2 separate regions of the Drosophila melanogaster genome follow, and region 2 is linked to region 1. Evidence: chromatin contacts called from public HiChIP or PLAC-seq data. All regions are on one chromosome and are shown on one strand. Each heading gives the region's core, a stretch centred on a gene start, on an enhancer-like site or on the middle of the called end of the contact. The rest is flanking DNA. Distances are from core to core; before and after follow the strand shown.

Region 1 (2,700 bases), core at 51-2,550:
ATATTCCGCCTAGGGTCAATGGTTTCCCCTAGTGAACTATCAAGTTCTAAATTCACCCACGTCAAGCAGCTTTTAAAGATGAAAAACCAGAATGCGAATTTGGTTCTTTTTTTTATTTTTGTGTTATTAATTTGGAGTTGATTTAATTTATGAACTCTACTCGGAAAGACATTTATAGCAATTTATCTGGATTTGGTTTATGGCTTTGGGCCATTCCGATTCACACTCGCATACGGATTCCAATAAAAGATTAATTGGCAACCGGGGAGCTGTCAATTTTGAAATTGTTGCGCCTAAGTAAGCGGAAATGTCTTTGCCTCTCGAACACGATCACGATCAAGCCCGCGTTTCGATTTGAATGGAATTGAACTGTATTTGATTTGGGTATCGATGATGCGACTTAGTTGTTGGCGATCGGTGATGTTACCCAAGGCACCCACTCAGAAATGGAGAAGGGAAACTGGATTTTGGCCATCTATCTAATGAAAGTCAGTCATCGTTAATGGTCAAACGTGTTTTCTTTCCTATGGGCATATGGCCTGACACCGACAGTACCACTGAAAAGTCTGATTACCATCTTATACTACTACACATACCGTTTTTAGTCAGTTTTATTTGCAACGATTCCAGAAAGCCTGGTATAAACTTTCTTTGTTCTGTAACACATCGTTTCAATAGGCATTAACTAATAAAATATTTAAGAATTTTGATATGAAACACATAACATAGGCAGAGACACAAACAGTTTGCGGATACTGTATTTCTAAATCTTGTTCCCAAAAACCCCCTTCATATCTCTCTTTTTGCCAACCAATAAAGCGCACCTAATTTGCGAGTGCGATTCTCGTGCAGGTGCAAATTATGATGGTAGCCAAAACAACGAATAAAAGCAACAAAAGCCACAATAATTTATGGCAAAAAAAAGGCGGAGAGTAAGCTGAAAGATCTCAGGAAGAATAACGAAGAAGCTCTGTTACCGTGGGAAGGAGGGGGCCATAAAAAAGCGACATGTGTAAACGGCAGAGGGGCAAAAGGTAGCCACGCTTGGAGATAAAGATAAAGATCGGTTAGTTAGGACACATCGGTCAACAAAAATTAATACAAAAAAAAAGAACCGAAAAAACAACAATCAAATAAAAGCTGCGCATGCGCCGCACGCGTCGCCACACAAATACAAACAGTTGCGCCTGTACGTATACGTAATATTTGACGATGTATACGTATACGTAATATTGGCGCATGTGTGTCTAACTGTACAAACGCGCACGCGCTGCCGTTGTCGCGCTATCTCGCTTGCTCCCACTGCGCAGAGCTGAACATAATTTAGCTAGTTCTTAGCTAGATTAAGTAGCTCATAGCTAGTTCCTAGTTCCTTATTTAGTTTTTAGTTTCAGCTTAAGAATATTTACTTATTATTAAGTTAACTTAAAAATTTAACAAAGATTGTCTAATTTTACTTTTCCTTTTTAAAGGCTTATATTTATTCTGATCTGATATTTTATCATTTCTGATTCTCATTTATTTCTTTGTGCCATCACTGTGGTCGTTCGTTGGGGATGCTGTGATTGTTTGTTTATGCGGTGGAGTCGCGCTGTCTGCGCTGTAAGCTTTTGGAAGTGGAGCAAGTGTCTTCGCCGCCGCGTCTCGATTTTCCGTTGAGTTTTAATAAATCGTCTGAGTAACTCCATGTGCGGCATTATACAGACGTATAGATCCAAATCTAACAGAGCCATATAATCTCATATACCCCCCCCCCCCTTTATTTTTTTGGCCGGGATTTCTTGATTAATGCACAACTGGTGCTGAATGATTGATTCGTCTTTCAACTTAATTGAAAGCTTGAGCAAGTTGGCTGATCATTAAGAAATTTAAGAACTTGTTGATGTAGAGATTGAGGCAATAAATGATTGATTGGAAAAATAAATAAAAATGGGAACCAGGATGAAGAAAAATTTAACTATAATATCCGGATGGAAGGCTTTTGTTAAATTACATAACTCTGATAAACTGATGTTAGTTTATTAAGGTAAACTTCCTTAATACTAGAAAAAATATATTCCGAAGGATTCTGTTGAGGAAATTGAATATTATTAATCAGGCTTATTTGGGGACTTTACTGGACATCTAAGTAATTAACTTAAAGATCCATGCAAGCAACCCAGCCATAGAATAAAAAAAGCCATAAAACGTGAGTCCCCAACTACAAGAAATTTAGAATATATTCAACATAAATTCAATCAAATTATTCCTTAAAAACCGTCCAACAATCATGATTGACACAGTTCCCAATCAATTGTTGCCCTTGGCGCCGCATTAGCGTTGACAAGGGCGCCCAAAAGTGTTTTCCAAAAAATATTTTTTTTTTATTTTCTGTGCTATTTTTAGACTTTGTGCGCACAAAACGCTAACAAGCCAAGCTAAAGCTAAAAAATTATCTTGAAAACCAGATTTTTATGTGATGGTGGGTAGTTGACCGGATCTCAGTTTTTACGGAAAACTCTGATAAATTATTAAATAAACAAGTCGTAAACTCGAACTTCTCCTACCAACTATTAATTAGATGGATCATCAATGCTCCTTTTGGCTTCGCCCGTTTTCAATACGAGTTTGATATATCTGTCTGAAGATTTATAATCCCTATAAAACTTTAATGGAATTAGTGAGGCAGAGTTAATTGAATGGCGGTCTTAAATGGCGACA
Region 2 (2,700 bases), core at 38-2,537, 88 kb after region 1:
TTGTATGTGTATGCTTAGCGTGCTTGAGTTCCTGATTGTGTGTAATTGTGTGGGTGAGTGGCCTGCACTTTTAGGTTAAGCACGCGCTTCACTCATTTTTCCTTTTTTTTTTTTGTTTTGTTGTGTTTGTTATTTGTTTTATTTGCTGCCTAAGCCGCTCTATTTTTGCCCCTATTTGTTGCTGTTGTTGCTTTCTACATTGCACTTGTGAATGAATGACGAATTTTTTTGCCACTGCCTCTCCACTCACTCTCCACAGCGCTCTCGCTCTCTTCTGTCTCTTGCTTGCTCCGAAGAGTTACGGTTACGGTTTTTCTTTTATCTCGTTATCAGCACACTTTTTGCACTTCTTTTAATAGCAATTCTGCTTCTTTCATTTTCACCATCTAATTTTTGCACACAATTTGTGTAATTTTGCGTGGAAAATACACTTATTAAACGCTGCGCATTCCACAACTACAACGCAGTTGTTGTCTCGTTGTCAGGTTGTTGCTGTAGTTGTTGTTGTTGCTGTTGCCGTTAGCGCCTGGCTGGCTGCTGGCACGTTGAGTCAACATCATTTCAGTTCACCCAAAAAAGACAAAAAAAACAGGGACACTGTCTCTCTGCACAGTGGGTTACTTTGGCTTGTCAAGTTTATTCCAAAACAAACAAAATTTGTAAAAAACATAAAATAGATTGTATTTATATTACCTAAAATATATTAATTTTTTAAAAAAATGTAACACTATAATAAAATTTTCTCAAATTGTTGGAGATGTGAAACAAAAATAACACCCACTGTGCAAGTCAGAGAGAAAGGTTCAAGAGAGAGAGCTAGAGAGTGCGCTCTTGCCGCTTAGGATGTGCATATGGTCGTGCGTGGGCGCAAGCCATGTTACGGTATCCAATCCCGTTTCCGTATACGTGTGAGTTGGTTTTTTTTTTTTATGGCTGTATTCAAAGTTGTGTCCTGTGTATAACACAAACACATTGCGCTGCAGAGGAATATGCTCGTACAGATAGAGAGAGACTGCGAGTGAGAGCGAGAGGAAGCTGCCTGCTTAACCGTTTTGACACCTTTTGTTGCCTATATTTTGGGGCCAGCACACACACACATACTCCCACACAGGAATTTTGAATACCGGTTAAAATTTGGGAAAAGACACACTGCCGAATCGGCCAACGGTTAACGATAAACAATCAATCGGAATCCACAGGAATCCACATTTTTGTATCACACGAGAGCTGAGCAGAAGCCGCTGCCCGTTTATTGGCAACGCGCACGCACAAATAACGGAGCCACTGTGGCAAAATCAGCGGCTGTGAAAGCAGCCTCAGCAGCTGAGAGCCGAGGACACGAGGACTCACACCCGAAGTCGAAACGATTGCTCAACCGCTTTGGTATCAGGTCGGTAAAATGTAAACATTGGGAGTATCGCTTGCCGGGCCAGAAAGCGACAGCGTAGAGCCGTAGATAGAGAGCACTCTTGCAGGACGATTGCGCAGCAAAGCGACATCTGCCAAGACTTTTTCGCAACTAAAACGATAAAATTCTCAAAAACACGACCAACGGAGGGCGCTTCGGTGGTAAATGCATAGAAAATTGAGAATGAATTTACCAAAACGATAAGCCAAGAGCTTTCTTTGTGGGCAAATCGCAAAGAACACCACCAATAGCGGGCGCTGTGGTATTTTCCACTTAGAAACTTATATTAACATTCATATATTCCCGAAACACGTGTCGTATGAGTAACATTGCAAATGAAACACAGGTCGTATGTGCGATATTTACTAATAATATCACTCATACGCCGTGTTGTTATGCGTTGCATGTTTTGCTTATAACATAATAATAATCTATTAAAAGCAAGAATTTGCGATATTTTTCTCAGGACGACCAACCTTTCCTTCAATATCAAATTATAAAAATGTCTTGGATCGCAACAATCATCCGATAAGTAGGCAATACTTTTTGGTAGGTTGGATTCTTCCGCCCAGCAAATAAAACATTCACGACTTTTTCGATTTTGTATAGTATTTTTAATTGTTTTGCCCGTCATCAAAGTCCCCAATCAATTAATCAATTATCAATTAATCATTGCCAGCATCCGCTATCGATTAGGTATTCGTTTTCGTGTCTGCTGCATCCGGTGTTTCCTCTTAGTTGTACCACTTGTGTGTCTATCTTTAGTCGTTAAGTGTATATGTAGTATAAAGTTGATACTCATGCTAAATCGAATCGACTTGGTTTGCTTCGTTCAAAAAATGTTATAGGCTATGCAATACAATTACGTGATCGTTAGTTGACTTTAACATTTAGTTGACTGACATCAAACACACAAATATAGTTTATATTTCTTTTAGTTTGATTTTTTTTTTTTAGGTTTTTTAATATGTATGTACTCGTACTTATATAGGGTTGATGCATTATGCGATATCTAATCCGTATTATATTTAGATAGCACTACTGTTTTACACACACACGCACAAGGTTTACAAACGTTAGTTATTATTTAGTTTAGTTTTGTTGTAAAGAAAATTTCGATTAGTTTTCTTCTTAGACTTAGATTGCTAAAACGTTGGTATTGGCCTATTGTATGATTTCTTTATAAATTGTTTTTCATTTTTTTCCATTTTTCTTTTATTTGTTTTTTTTTTTCTTTAATTGGGAATCTCATTTTTTTTTTAATTGAGATCGTTTTCTGGTTTGCCAAAGTG

What was found. HiChIP or PLAC-seq counts read pairs in DNA pulled down with a chosen protein or histone mark.
Region 2: a contact with region 1 is called in a POLR2A S2P HiChIP or PLAC-seq map of the Kc167 cell line, with 4 times the contacts expected there. The contact joins the promoter of hwt here to the enhancer-like site in region 1. A contact is called at or near these places in 13 of 107 Hi-C or Micro-C datasets (the Kc167 cell line, cellular blastoderm embryo, embryo and 2 more) and 3 of 6 datasets of contacts at active chromatin or transcription factors (the Kc167 cell line and the S2 cell line).

The regions. Positions count from the first base shown.
Region 1 is chrX:12,479,146-12,481,845 of dm6, forward strand. No RefSeq gene overlaps it. Among named protein-coding and RNA genes, the nearest start is that of Cpr11A, 6.5 kb to the right of the region's middle. Within about 2 kb of position 1,301, at least 7 of the 39 cell types and tissues checked have an H3K27ac peak or open chromatin away from gene starts, as enhancers often do. A contact at or near this core is called in the Kc167 cell line and the S2 cell line, where this site is marked.
Region 2 is chrX:12,567,165-12,569,864 of dm6, forward strand. It overlaps hwt (heavyweight), which reads right to left and starts at 1,288. Exons shown (of 11, transcript NM_001272555.2): 1 at 1,125-1,288. Pits (Protein interacting with Ttk69 and Sin3A) reads right to left here. Exons shown (of 3, transcript NM_001272557.1): 3 at 2,005-2,700.